Regions from separate parts of the Mus musculus genome. Here region 1 is linked to region 2. Evidence: chromatin contacts called from public promoter capture Hi-C data. All regions are on one chromosome and are shown on one strand. Each heading gives the region's core, a stretch centred on a gene start, on an enhancer-like site or on the middle of the called end of the contact. The rest is flanking DNA. Distances are from core to core; before and after follow the strand shown.

The links. Promoter capture Hi-C pulls out the DNA fragments that hold promoters and counts their contacts.
Region 1: a contact with region 2 is called in a promoter capture Hi-C map of hippocampal neurons, with 5 times the contacts expected there. The contact joins the promoter of Mis18a here to the promoter of 4930590A17Rik in region 2.

What each region holds. Positions count from the first base shown.
Region 1 is chr16:90,725,783-90,733,678 of GRCm38.p6, reverse strand. Mis18a (MIS18 kinetochore protein A) reads left to right here and starts at 6,308. Exons shown (of 5, transcript NM_025642.1): 1 at 6,308-6,653; 2 at 7,320-7,386. The coding sequence starts at 6,407. It overlaps Gm17518 (a long non-coding RNA gene), which reads right to left and starts at 6,259. Exons shown (of 2, transcript XR_876238.3): 1 at 6,008-6,259; 2 at 3,719-5,359.
Region 2 is chr16:87,904,385-87,911,960 of GRCm38.p6, reverse strand. 4930590A17Rik (RIKEN cDNA 4930590A17 gene) reads right to left here and starts at 2,690. Exons shown (of 6, transcript NR_155304.1): 1 at 2,600-2,690; 2 at 1,170-1,254. All of the region lies in intron 15 of Grik1 (glutamate receptor, ionotropic, kainate 1), which reads left to right.

The sequences.
Region 1 (7,896 bases), core at 5,059-7,558, 2.8 Mb before region 2:
GTGGGCATGTAAAAATGGATGGATGTCAAACTAGTAGGTGAAAGTTTGAACAGAAACAACATTTGTCTAGTTTAACAAGAATCTCCAAATTGTTAATTACTAACTTGAATACTGTTTACACAGAGTAAAACAATCACAAGAAAACTCCAAGTATCACACCTCACATCACAGACAAGCAATGATGGCATCATCTGTCACATAATATGTGCACTGAGGGATACATCACCTCTGTGGTGCTCTTGTCAAATTCATGGCCCCAGTAATTCTTGTACAGGATTTTAATCCAGCAACATGGATGCTCTGGTAAGGGGTCATATCCAAAGATATGATCCAGCTGGAATACAGACATGTCCTTAGTATACACCTTTGATCCCACTGGCTGGAATATAGACAGGCCTTTAGTGCACGCCTTTAATCCTAAACAATGACTTCTAACTGAGGGACAGACGAAATGTTGAATCAGAGAAAGATTTGATAGGATGAGTTAGAAATAGAACACACCCAACTCTCACAGAACCGACAGGAAAGAGAGGCTACTTAAAAAGCAGTGAGGGAGCCGGGCATGGTGGCACACGCCTTTAATCCCAGCACTCGGGAGGCAGAGGCAGGCGGATTTCTGAGTTCGAGGCCAGCCTGGTCTACAAAGTGAGATCCAGGACAGCCGGGGCTATACAGAGAAACCCTGTCTCGAAAAAAAAAAATGCCCTGGGCTCATCAGTGAGAGAGAGAGAGAGAGAGAGAGAGAGAGAGAGAGAGAGAGAGAGAGAGAGAGAGAGAGAGAACTGAATTCAGTTCAGTTTGGAGCAGTTCAGTTCAGTGCAATTCAGTTCCGTGCAGATGAGCTCAGTTCAACTCCGAGCTGAGAGGTTGTGTTCAAAACAGCTCGGTTCATGGAGTTCAGAGGCAGTTTTCCCAAGCAGAGCAATTTAGTCAGAAGCTGAGAGAAGCCAATTTGAATCGGGCAGGAGAGAAATTTGAGTCAGCCAGCCAGAGTTCAGAAAGTACTAGAAAGAGTGAGATTATTTGGCAGTGAGTCTCAGAGGATGAAACATTCTAGGTCCAGGTTAGCAGATGGAGTCTGGAAGCTGAAGCCTTCAAGGTCCATGTTTGCAGATGACTTGATTGTACGGAGGCTAGCAGCTTCCAGGCCTAAGCTTAGGGATAGTTAGATAGAAATCTCCGGGGCTGGAGAGATGGCTCAGTGGTTAAGAGCACTGGCTGCTTGCTCTTTTAGAGGTCCTGAGTTCAATTCCCAGCAACCACATGGTGGCTCACAACCATCTGTAATGGGATCTGATGCCCTCTTCTGGTGTGTCTGAAGACAGCAGCAGGGTACTCACATTTATAAAATAAATGAATAAATAAATAAATCTTAAAGAAAGAAAGGAAGGAAGGAAGAAGGAGAGAAAGGAAGAAAGAAAGAAAGAAAGAAAGAAAGAAAGAGAAAGAAAGAAAGAAAGAAAGAAAGAAAGAAAGAAAGAAAGAAAGAAAGAAAGAAAGAAAGAAAGAAAAAAGAAAGAAAGAAAGAAAGGCAGGCAGGCAGGCCCTGGGCAAGCTGGGCGTGGTAGCAACGCCTTTAATCCCAGCACTCGGGAGGGGCAGAGGCAAGTGGATTTCTGAGTTCGAGAGTTCGAGGCCAGCCTGGTCTATAAAGTGAGTTCCAGGACAGCCAGGGCTATACAGAGAAACCCTGTCTCGAAAAAAAAAAAAAAATGCCCTGGGCTCAGCCCAAGCCACCATTTGCAGAGCGTGGATATGGCTCTCATCTCATCTCTTCATCTGAGGAAATAAAAGTGACATTTACATTTACAAATTCTGATTAAGACATTAGGAAAAGATAAACCAAGGGTGTCCTACAAAATAACTTCCTGGTACCTTTTAGAAGAATCCAGCTGGGAAGCTAAGTAAGTGGCAAAGATTGGTCTGTCTCTTGTATGGCAAGAGACAGACACACTGGACGTGGTGGTGCACACCTTTGATCCCAGCACTCCGGAGGCAGAGGCAGGCGGATTTCTGAGTTCAAGGCCAGCCTGGTCTACAGAGTGAGTTCCAGGACAGCCAGGGATACACAGAGAAACCCCATCTTAGAAAAAAGAAAGAAAGAAAAGAAAGAAAGAAAGAAAGAAAGAAGAGAAGAGAAGAGAAGAGAAGAGAAGAGAAGAGAAGAGAAGAGAAGAGAAGAGAAGAGAAGAGAAGAGAAGAGAAGAGAAGAGAAGAGAAGAGAAGAGACTCCTCACAGCACCATAGCATTTTGGGTTGGATCTTGGAACAGGAGACAAGGATGTTGTTAGTGCCAAATCCGAGGAAGTCCATGTTACAGGATTTTTGATCACACTGTGAACCCCAAGATTGGGAATTGGAGAAACCTGTTTCTTGTTGTGGTGCGGCTCAGCCCTAGCACCACCTTTCACCCAAGAGCTTCCTGTAAACAAGAGTTAAATAAAGTCAACGACAGGAAGTGAACACAGGAAAACCCAGGGAGGAGAAAAGAGGGTCTTTGGATTGAAGGGTGTTTAGGAGAGTGTGGAGGAGAGCTTTTTCCTTCTGGGACTCAGTGGAATAGGAAGGGCAGCTGGGTGCTTTCTCTGCTTCTCTGAGCCAGCAGGCTTTCACCACAGCCTCTGGCTCCCGAGACTTCATTTGGTAACTCGAACGTTTGGGATTTTTGTTTTAAAAACAACAGTCCAGAAAAATTTATATTTGGTTGATGAGTGGCATTTTGCCAATGTTAATATCTGGGTTTTATTGAAGCGGGAAACTCTTGGCTCCATTTAGAACCTTTCTGTAAGGAACAGAACTTAAAAAAAAAAAACTTTCATGTGACTTGGAATAATTTCATGCCTGTGTGACCCTGTTTTTGTTAGGGAATTGGTTCTTCTCATAAAGTGTTGCTTGTTTGGAGAGCATGAGAACCGGACTTCAACCACAGGACCCATGTTCATTTAGTGCTGCCTGGGTTTTGTTTTTTAAACATGGGTTGAGGCTCAAACTGCTTCTCATCCCATTCTTGTATGGCAAGAACTTTGATGACTGATCTATTTTCCAAGTCCAGGTCAGGTGGGGTGTAGGGAAGAACTTTACATCTTTGTGTAGGTATTTTAAACTGAGTTATTATAGATAAAATATTATGATATATGTAGATATTATAGGTATATATTGTGGATGTTATAGTTATTATAGATAAGAGTTATTGCAGATTATAGGTCTTCTCCTTCCTTCCTTTCTAACTGAACATAACTTAAGTAAGTTTGAAGTTTTCCCTTTTGTCTATTGGATTACTAATTGCTAAGGCAAAGTTATTGGTGTGACAATAGTCTTAAGAACAGGGGTTGGGAGGGGCAAATTAAACATCTTCTCCCACCTTTTGGCATTAGGAAAAACTAATACTCCTGTGAAGGTCGATGCTTTGAGATAACAGTGACCTGTTTACCTCTAAGACCTTGGCTGCCAGCATTGTTTCTTTCCCTTTAAAATCATAAGCAAGGTCTGGACGGCGACATTGTTCTTTTCTAGGTGTTTCTGTGAGGTAAGGGGGCTACTTTCTTAGAAGGGGGTGTGTGCTCTCAATATTTAACAGTCCAGGCTCTCTTCCTCTGCTAGTTGCTTTGAGCCCCGTGGACCTCAGGCTGTTCATTTCAGAATGAAATAGACTGATGAGAACGTGTGGGTTTCTCAGCTCCACTCTGTTGCAGTTTTGCTGGAAACTACGTGTTCTGCCTACTTTTTAAAGATTTATTTATTTACTTATTTATTTATTATCATGCATACAGTGTTCTGCCTTGCATGTATGCCTTGCATGGCAGGAGAGGGCACCAGATTGCATTACAGATGGTTGTGAGCCACCATAAGGTTGCTGGGAATTGAACTCAGGACCTTTGGAAGAGCATCCAGTGCTCTTAACCGCTGAGCCATCTCTCCAGCTCCCCGCTACTTGTTTTTAACATTCACGAGATCCAAGGTTCAGTTGGGGACTGGGAAATCATGATTCCACTCATTAAATGAAAGAGAGAAGAAACACTATTTAAAGAATATCCCGACTCTGAGGACTTTTAAGAAGTTGAGACACATTCCTCAGTTTCTTCTGGAATACAGATATGTCAGCCCATCTGACTTCTGCTTATCCCTTAGTGTGTTATATCCCCTAAGAAGGGATCTAACAGTGGGTGGCAAGTCCCTGGGGGCTGAGGGGACAGTGTATCCTTCTCCTGGTGCTGGTTGGTCAGGGAAGGCAGACTTGGGTACCATTTGGATCCTAGACACATGCACACATCTAAATGGTCTTTGAATAGCTGCAATCAAACCTGCCAGCTAGGGAAGTAAGCCACCAGCTTCCGGGACCTGCAATCACATCTTATTGTCACTGTGGTGTGCAAGCGTTAGGCAGTGCAAGCAATTAGGATCAGCCTGTGAGCGTGATCAGCGGTTGTTAGCTTCCCGTTTCCCTCAGCTGCCTGTGTGGTTCTGCACATCCATAACTCGGGCTGGTGTGATGTCTCAGAGGTCAGAGGCGCTCGGTAGCAAGGCCAAGTTCAATCCTCAGGAAGAAAACAAGAGGCTTCAAGTTGTCCTCTGACCTCCAGCATGTTCATGTTCCCCCTTAAATACATGCAAATAAAAATGAACCCACAATCTGTTCAGGAAGATGCTCAAGGCCTCATCCATTCATTTCTCCTCCTGCTTCCTCTATCTGTCCTTTCTCCTGTCTTTTCCTTCCCCTCCCTTCCCACCACACCTAGTTCAGCAAAACAAAACATTGGTTCTAGAGTGTTTGGCAACGTCTGCTATTTCCTGCATCCACTGGGGATCTTGGAACTTTAAAGGAAATTTCCAGGAAAGAAGAAGAGACTACAATGGCTAGCTGGAGGATCAGAGCATCAGTGATGTGGAGAGGTTGGAAGTTCAAAGCCCAGTAATTTGGGGTTACCTTGAGTCCCCTCCGTGGTCATTTACTCCCCTCCCTTGTATGTGGCCATATCCTTCTGACTATTAGTTAAATACTTTAATGTGTACAAACAGATTCCCCAGCTTATAACCAAAATGCTAAGAGTATGGCCAGGTAGCATCAGGGTCTACAGCAGGGTCCCACTGCTTTGCTGTAATCTGCCTATTGGTGTACCTTCCAGTGTATTTGCAAAGTCTGTTGGTTTATGGTATTCTTTGCTCCGTTCCGTCTTGGCACACCTCAAGCAGGACCACAGGATTCCTGGCGGTTAAAGGTCGATACGCCTCAGGGACTTGTTGAAATAGGTTCCAAAAGGAGTCATTTCTTTGCCTCTGGGCTGGGCTGTTATCCTAGCATGTGGGAGGCTGAAGCAGGAGGATCACTGTGGGTGAGCTACATAATGAATTCCTGGGCAGCCTGGACAAAAAAAAAAAAAAAAAGATTCAAAAAACAGAAAGTCAAAATCATATTCAGAGAAGGCAAAATAGCCTTTCTAGTTTCCAGCCTGGTACCACCTCGGTCAGGTCAACGACTTAGGATTTGAAACTTTTTGCTAGTGGCCAGAGATACGAAAATAGGTGGTAAGTGTGATGTAGTTTAGTGAAGCGAACTGGGTAGTGTGACTGGGGGGGGGGGGGGGGGGGAGGGGGATATGGTGGTCTTTGCGTGTTGTTTCTTACTGATGCATCCAGGCTGTTCGTGGTGGCGCGCCTTCCCTCTAGCCTGTGGTCTTTGAAATCAAAAGCTGACTTTCTTTAGACTGACCGTCCTTCCCGCCCTGGAGTAGGGTGAACCATACTCTGACCCAGACACACGCCCACTCTGTAGCCACAGCGATGCTGTCCCCTCCAGCTTCTCATATTTTTTCCTTGCAGTGCTAGTCTCAGTAACGCTGGGTCCTTGAGGCAGGGGGCGTCTTTGGCTCGCCACAGACCCCTGTTTTTTTCTAGATGTAGGAAAGCGGGTCTCCGGGAGCAGACGGGCTAGAATCAGAGATGTGACTTGCAGTACACCGCTTGGAATTCCTGGGTCCACTTTCGGCTCCGTGAAGATGGGTCTGCTTACCCAGCACGGGCATGCCCGCTAACAGTGTGGAGGAACTAGGTGAGCTGCTACTCATTTAATTCGAAGCCTTCAACTTTCTCAGCAGCGGCGGAAGGAGCTGAAATGCCCGCAGATAGCACCCCAGCACCCCAGTTCACCAGCTTTCGCTCAGGAAGACCGCAGGACGCAAGCGCAGTGAGCGCGGCTCGCGCGCCGGTCAGATGGCGAGCATGCGCCTTCGATGCAGTCGGGCCCTTCTTCAGGTCCCACCCCTTCGGGCGGTGCCCCGCCTCTTGCACCTTGCGCATGCGCAGAGGTATTATTCCCGTGAGGTTCCGGGGCGCGGCAAATTCGTATGTCATGGCTGCTTCCTGGTCTCTGGGATGTTCCTTGACCGCTTGTGGTTAAAACCGCCTGGCTATGTCGAGCGAGTCCCCCCTGCTGGAGAAGCGTCTGTCGGAAGACTCGAGCCGCTACCTGCGGCTGCAGAAGTGGGCAAACATGTCGAGCGCAGACGCGTTAGGGCTAGAGAAGGAACGGCCTGAGGAGAAGGCGGCCGCGGCGGAGAACCCGCTGGTGTTCCTTTGTGCCCGCTGTCGCCGGCCACTGGGCGACTCGCTCACCTGGGTGGCCAGCCAGGAGGACACCAACTGCATCCTGTTGCGCAGTCAGTTCGGGCCGCCCTCCTGCGTCGGGGTTTCCTGGGGCTGCGGGGGCTGGGGTGGGGACGAGAGCTGTCCCAGCAAACCGCAGGAGAGGCGTCCCTGTGGGTGGCTCACGAGTGACAAGTTTTTTCCTGGGTCTTCCATGCCCCCCAAGGGCAGCGGTTGAGCGTCATCCTGACGTTTTAGGAAGGTGCTTCCTTCAGGGGAGTGTTTTCACATCTGACGGACTCTGTCAGCTGCTTTGGGGACTTAGCTTAGTGTCCTTGGGCAGTCTGTTCAACTGCTTGTGCCTCAAGTTTCTCGTCTCCAAAACGAGGGATAATGATGGGATAACGGGGACGATTAAATAAGTGTATGGTATATGGCCACAGAGTAGGCGATGTCTTTACTGGGTGAGTCCCAATGCTCTTCGCTGGGTCATTTTGTTTATCTCTTAACCCCACTGGTTTTCAGAAAAGGATGTGAAGTAATCCTTGTTCCACCTCTTCTCCCAGAAGGCCCCCATCCCTTTAGTGCTGAACCACGGGAGTACCCCACTTCCCACCAGTCTTTGGGCTCTTTTTTTCCCCTAGTCCTCTAAAATACAAGTTAAAGTTGAGTTAAAAGTTCCTGTCTGCAGGTGTGTAACAACAAACCACACTAACAAAGTGTTGCGACTCTCTTTCCAGGCGTCTCCTGTAACGTCTCTGTGGATAAGGAACCGAAACTGTCCAAGTGCAGAGATGAAGACGGTTGGTAAGTAAGATATTTATGTGAATATGTGAGAGAAAATTTTATTTTATTTATTTATTTTTGGTTTTTCGAGACAGGGTTTCTCTGTATAGCCCTGCCTGTCCTGGAACTCACTTTGTAGACCAGGCTGGCCTCGAACTCAGAAATCAGCCTGCCTCTGCCTCCCGAGTGCTGGGATTAAAGGCGTGCGCCACCACGCCCGGCTGAAAACTTTAATTTTAAGGAAAAATCTTCTACCGACCGTTCTGTGAGATTGCTTGAGATATAACTTTTCATGGTAATTGAATGCATTGAAAAGAAGAAAGGATCCATTATTTGATGGTGATAGCCCCTTAAGATCGGAAAGTGGGAGTTTCTAAGATTCTGAAAGTGTATTTAACACTGATTTTTAGGGCTCTGAGTTTGGTGCCAAAGAAAATGGAAAGTAAAGCAGAAAATATCTATCTTAAAATCTCCAAGTTGAAAGTGTCCTATTCCTGTCCCAGTGCTGCCTGTCTCTTCCTTGTACTGGCA
Region 2 (7,576 bases), core at 1,441-3,940:
CAAGCCATGTACTATTTCCTGGAAGAGCCAAGCAGAGTCTTACACGATGAACTAATTCATGACATCTTCCATTTGCGGCTCACCCTCACTCACCCTGGACAGTGATGAGCATCTTCCCATACAAACTTCACTGCACTTTCTTCCCACTCACCTAAGATAGAGTAGTTCTTCTTAAAGCCATCTTTTCTGAGCCTTGCCAAGTTCACATTCATGTCCCTGGATGCATCACCATCATTAATACATTCTAAATGTGCCGTAAAGACGGGCAAGGGGGAGAAAATAAATACCAGAGACAATTTCCATACGCGTTAGTCATGGATCTCTGCAGATTTATTTTCTACCTGCATTCAAAGTGAACAATCCCCAGGCCACCTCAGCTTGGTGACACAGAAAGCCAGTGGCATGCTTGATGTGGTGTGACAGAGAGTGTCTGCTGTTTGCACTGAGTTCATTCCCTCCTGGCAGAGAGGAGGGAAATCGAGCTGCATTTCCTCCCCTTTCAGTATGGAATTTTGGTCTTTGCTCTCTGTCAGATTTCCTCTTGACTTCTCAAGCGATCTCCTAGAATACACTCCAGAGAAGGAGGGTTTTGGCATCTGGACAATCATGCTGCATGACCTTCTAGCTTAGCTTTAAATGGGTTCTAGGATCTTAGTCACAGCTCCTTCCAATCAACTTTATATTTCCTCAGTAAAGCATGATCAGAACAATTGACTCCTACACTGATTGCTTCTCAGCCTTGTTCTTTAAATAAATTAGCCCTTATGAAAATGCCTAAAAATCATATTACTATTTATTTACTCTTATTGAAGTGGGGAAAGGCTGCTGTGTGTCTCTAATCGGAATTCACATTTTCAGGATCAATAGAATCAGATTACCGGGCAGGATAAAGGATACACTAGTCTTAGTTTCATGACTTATTGATTCAGCAGACAGAATCCACAAGGTGCTTAAGTTTATTTCCCAAAATCTATTTAATACATCAAAGTGGCTATAAAATTTTCTGAGTGACTGATGATACAGAAAACTCAAACTGGCAATAACTAGCAAAATTCACTTTCCTGCATAGACCATTCTTAAGTTTGATTCAGAGACGAGTAAAGAAGCAATTTCCTTCCAAAGTTAGCATTAGGAGGGCTTGGGATAGAGCTCATTTGGAGAATGCTTACCTAGCTCACTTGGGGCTTGTGTGGTGCTTCTCAGTCCCAGTTATGCATACAACCATCTATGGTGACACAAGACCATAACCCCAACCTGCAAGAGGTAAAAGCTGGAGAATTAGAAAATGAGGATCAACTACATATTGAGTTTAAGGGAAGCCTGGGTCACAGGACACTTGTCTCAAAAAAAATTTTAGATAAATAAATAAATGACATTTTGGGTTTGTTTTAGACTGTATGCTCTCTAATTCTGACATTTACTTAGTACTTTATAGCTTTCGAAATGTTTATACACACATCACATTTGATCCTTTGTGTGATTTTAATTCAGCTTTACTATCAGAAGTAATGGATATTGGAGTCCAGAACCTTGAGTCATGGAAATACAGTTAATAGAGAATTTTATAAGTTGTCCAAACTCTGCTTCAAGCACAGCCACATGTGACTTCATTGTGTGGAATCGCTGTGTTTCAGTGGCTAAATATTTTCCAGCTTCCGTTTTCAAACATCTAACACTAGAAGGTTACCTAAGAGCACAAGGTTGCTTTGAAGAACTATTTATCAAAATAGGTGCCACTGGCAAGCACTTAATGAGGTTTTCATGGATAAATAACACAGAGGGAACCAAACTCAACATTCCCTCACCATGTGGTAGTTTAGTATATTCAATATGGTATCATGGATGAAAAAATTTCAACCTATTCAGTATCTCTCATGCCCTTAGGTCATAGTGTCTTTTCTATGAAGCAACTGGCAAGACCTCTGTCCCCATATGACACTCTCTAAATCTATCATGAGAACACTGAAATCACATCATGGCATAGAACATAAAACTACTTTAGTCTTTATATTAAATATGGCATCCTATAGAATAATTAAATATTTCTCTCTGGTCACATAAGCAGTCAGAAAATGATCAGCATCTTAAAGAAAATGGGATTAAGAATATAAATAATCAAACACTGTCCAATTTTCCCCGAGCACGTGTTTAAAATGAACAGCCAAGTCACTACACTCAAGGGAAGGGCCTGCATGAGGAAGATATGAGGATTTATAGGAGTAGCTTTGAGCAGTCTCTCCAGACAGTAAACTCTAGTGCGAGGTTAGGGCAAGGCAACTGCAATCATTTGAGACATTCAGTTGTTTCTCGTAGTCAAGTAAAGTTATGACTCAATTATCTAATCAGTAGTTTAAATAAGAAGTTGGATCCCGATTAATCATTGCTTTGTATGAATTGACTCAAACCAAAAATGGAGCTACTAATTCTAAGTGACAGATCATACATACATACATACATACATACACAGGCATATTTGGCATTTGATATATAATGGACCATTTATGTGGAGAATCCAAGAAAAATTGTGTATCTTTAAGACAGAAACTTCATGATATTGATAATCTCAACATTTATTGGTAAAACATAGATCCATCCTTACTCAGAATGATCAAGTAAGTAGGTTGTTGCTGACTTGGGCCTTTGTTGATTTTTTTTTCTACTTCTCCTCTTCTTTTGTCCAACCTTCTAACAACCAGTTCTTGTTGCCATGGCAATAACTGCTGAGACCACATTGACCTCTACCGGGTCCATTTCGTTTCAAGTGAAATCTAGAACAAAAGCCATCAAACGATATTTGCACCATTGGTTCAGAGAATTTAGTGTAAATCACAGTCATCTGGAGGAGGGATCTGCAGCTCGTACACTCACACTCGTGTGTTCACTTGGTGGGCACAGCCAGGAATTGGCAGGTTTCACCAAGCCTGAAAATGAATATTTAAAATTCACTCTCTGCATTGGTTTCCATTAAAGTTAACTTGAATGTATTAATTTTCTCCAAAATCAGGACATACACATGAGTCTTGAACTCTCTTGAATGCTAAGGATTGTTTGATAGTTTTTTTTTTTTAACATAAATTTATTTCACAATAATCCTGAGTACAGCTGCTTTACTTTAAAGCACTTGGCAAACATGGGCTCTTATAAATAAATAAATAAAAATCCTCCCTTGAACATAGCAGTTTTGTTAAGTTAGATGGTAAGCATCAATTTTTATAACACAATTTTTCGGCTTTCAAAATTCCTTCCATAGAAACTGGCGATATGGGCAAGACAGTTCTTTCTTAACCTTTCAAAGCATTTCCATTTACAACAGTAGCAGGCTGTGAGTTATATTTTTAAATTACTACTTAAAGTCAAGCAGAGAGGCAGAATGGCATTAAAAGATTGGACGAAGGCATCAATAATAATAACATTATATTAATTTGTTTCTTCATAAGTCTGTCAGTCACCTAATTCAAAGAAGAAAAATAATAAAGCTTCATATTGTACTTTGCTGTTTTAGACTAAAATTACAAATTGAATTTTAACATTTTTTTTTTCAGTAAAACTACATAAACAATATGAAAATTGGCTGGACTCCTATGATTATAAACTTATTCAAAAAATCATTCTCAAAAATCCTCACTGTATTTGACAAGCATTATGTTATATTGTTTATGAGTCATAATGCAATACTACAGTGAATTCCAATTAATGTACAAGCATGTGGTGTTTATACTACAAGGTCTGTTTGCTAGGAAGCCTGAACACGGAGAAGCAAAGGGAAAGAAAACAATTTTCCTGTACTGCTTTCTGTACACCTAGTTGCTGCAAAAGGCACCATAAATTAATCTCTCGCAGAGAGTAAAGGGCCCCTGCTTCCTGCTGACATTGTAGCTCACCTGTAGGAACTACCTCACTAAGCTTCACCCCTCTGTGGATTGTTATGTCCAGATGCGCAGGAATTAAAATCGTTTCGGCTTTCAAAATTCCTTCCACAGAAACTGGCGATATGGGCAAGAAGGTTCTTTCTTAACTTTTCAAAGCATTTCTAATTACAAGGGTTAGAACGTGCTGGGAAGAGCAAGCCAACCCTGCAGTTGCACCGCCCCATGCTTTCGCACCTTGCCAAACTTGAACTTCACTGACAGAAGGCTGAAACCAACTGATGCCTAAACTACCTAACAGCGGGCCTGGGCCTCACAATGTGTGTGCAGCAAAACTACTAATGGAAAGCAGAGGGATTGAGGGAAGTTACTGTAGTTTCCTCAACAATGAAGACAGTTGAATAAACTTAGCCGAAGTTGCCTTTCTTCCCAAATTTCCAATTGACATTTTCAAATTTAACTATCTTAAATATGAAATAATTAGCTTCTAAACAGAAGGCTTTCCCTGATCTGATCTCCCAAGAGTTTACAACCACAGAAACTAAGAAACTGCTGTGCACAAGGAGTCTGCCAGAGTCTGGCACCTTTCTATGTACTTTACAGTGTCCACAGCTCCGTTGTTTCCTCTTTGGTCTGATCAACTTATTTAACAAATGATACAGGAGCCAGTTGTTTTTGTATTGGTGGAAAGACTGCCTTTCCATAGAAACCCAAACACTAGTATCACAGAAATGAGGAGCCATTTAGTATTCATCTACAAATCCCTCCTTCCATACATAAATAATGCTGTCTTATAAACCCTACTCTAAATATCCTATGTGACCCAATAGAATTAAATTAGTCTTGAGAATTAAAACAGTTCAGTTCCCCATACTGCTGTTCAATGGGCATGGAACTCTGATGGAGTGAATTTGCTTTCCCCAACCTGTTCCCTCAACTTTAGACAGAATTTGAGGTTACTATCTCAATAAATAAATAAATAAATAAATAAATAAATAAATAAATAAATAAAATATACTAGAAAAATGGAAAGGAAATAACATATCAAAAGTAGAGTGGAAATAAAACCCTTAGCATATGTGTTTTAAGATGGCTCTGTGTATCTGCTGAACATAATACATTTTTAATAAGTGGGATTACATTGCCCTGGCAGTACAGTTCAGTGAAAGGCCTTCTGTGGACAGAAAAAGATCCAGTCAGACAACACAGCATCAAGAGTGAGGAGATGCCCATACAACAGAACTTATGCAAATTGTTCCAAACAGTGACACTGCAGAAGCGGATCATCCTCAACTATAATGAACCTATATATTAAATCAACACACACACACATACACACAGAGAGAGTCAGAAGCCCAGAGAGACAGAGACAGACAGACAGAGACGCAGAGACAGAGAGTGACAAAGAGGCATGCACATAGACAGTTCTTGGAAGCATAGAATTGATGACATACAAACTGGTAAAGGAGAAACAAACAGGGCAGGTAGGACCCTACGTGGTAGGACCCAAGTCTGAAAGCAGAACCTAAGAAGACTGGGAAAGAGAGAGGAAAGGGAGAGCCTGCATTTGTTTTCCATCACCTTGCCCTCCCCGTATTTGCTTTATCGAGATAGAGAGCAGTCAACCGTTTGAGAACCAAGTGACTTCAAATATATAACCCAGCAGGCCTGGGATGCAGGACGTTTACCACGGGATCTAGATGTTTCACTGAATAAATCAACAGTCCTAATTTGAGTAGTTTATAAGTAGCCGCAATTCAAATTCAGACACTGGGGGAACATAGACAATGCTGTTTTCCTATCTTACTTTGCTCCCCTTCCCCAATTTCTCACCATTGGAAGAAAAGACGGCGCTGAGAGGAAACTACTCATGCTTAGATGCTACTTGAATTTCTAAAGACCATTCCAGAGTCTACTCCCAACTCAAGACAGAACAGAAAAGAAGGAAATCTCAGAAGAGGCCTTAGGGAATGGTGAAAAGAAATACCTCATTGGCTTCAATATGGAGAATCTAGGAAGTGGTATGGTTTATAGAGAAATCTTCCATCTGACTGTCTCTAGAGTGGCAGAACACCAATATATAGCCAGCCAGTCTATGGAGGGCTTCAAAAAGACTTTCTCAAAGTTACAACAGAGACAATACCAAAAATATCATGCCCTCCTTCAGGGAAAAAAAAAAGCCTGTTGGAGGGTTTACAGAATCATAGCAGGTTGGTAGAGGTTGGGTGAGAAGACACATAGCGCATTAAGAGACCATTAGAGCCACAGGTATCTCAAGTGACTTAGCCAAGATATAGCAATGTCCCCGAAGTAACAGATGTCACACCAGTGAAAGCTGAACAACCAGGAAGTGGTCAGATAATAGTGGCTCCCAAGCCCTTTAGACACCTCTCCTAGTTCCAGACTGCCTTCAGAAAGAAAAGTTGGAAGAACAGGTTGAGGCAGTAAAGAGAGGCCTGAGTTAGCTGCTCTATTAACCAAAAGAAAACATCTCCAACCAAAAGTGGATTTTCTTGATCTGACAAAGGTCTCATAGAAAACCATCAAGCTGAGTTATGGCTTCTTACTTAATGGAATCATATTTTTAAAAAACACACTTTTTAACATGTTAGTTGATAGCTCAAGAAAATGCATGTCCACCACAGTAGATACAAGTTGGTGCTTCCGAATTGAAGACACCATGAACAAGCACTACAAGCAATTAAAACCCTACTTCTGAGTCAATGGTAGAGCTAGCCATTCTACAGAGGAGGAAAACGCTTTTGCAAATTTATTTTCATGCCCTACCTCATTTATGGAAAGCTTTGGAAAAAAAAAAAAAAACAATAAAAAAAATAGACCAGGCCCTTCTCATGAAAGACTCCCTATAAGATCATGCCATGCAGGGCTGAAAGCCAGAGAGAAGCAAAAGTTTTGAGGAATGAGCTATCCTGGTATCATGCAGTGACTCCAGAGACAAGAAAGCTACTGTGAGTGGCTTATGCTATAGTGAAAGTGTATCCCTTTCAAGGAGAGTTGCTGACCTTTGCAAAGTCTACACGATGCCCGTCCCCTCTGCGGAAAATGTCTTTGCCTCCAGTGACAGGACTGAAGTAGGTCATTGTACATCCTTCTCTCTCTGCTCATCAGTAGCTCTTGTTTCCTTTCTGGAGCAAGAAAAGTTCCATGTGCTCTAACGTACCCTTCAGAGGCCATGGACATCTGACTCAAGCAAAGTGGTGAGTGAAAGGTAAGGGGCTGCTTCCCAATTACTCCCCGTACCTGGGACCAGCTCCTCTTGTTCCATGGCTGTACTCCTTGAAGCAGATATACAGCTGTGCCTTCATGAACCATTCTTTGTTCTACCTGTGAGCTGTGTCATTACAGCTCAAAGCTGGATCTCTGAGGTCAAATGTGCAATTCAGATCATCTGCTTTGGTCTCCCCTTCTTGCAAACACACAGCTATTCTAACAATAGGTTCAAAACCTGACGAATCTTCTAACAGTTGCACAAAGTGTATTTAAGAATGTAAAGATTCGAATCCTCTCCCTGGAGATCTAGCATCGCTACCTCCAGGACAAGTCTTACAACAGTTCACATTACAGCTTTAAAGGTGGCGGGAAATGGTCGAAATTCAGAAATATGAGTAAAGAACACATGAATTAATATCAAAATGCTGAACTGCTTCAGCGCTAACCTCACGTCTCAGAGACTGCCATGAAATCATCCG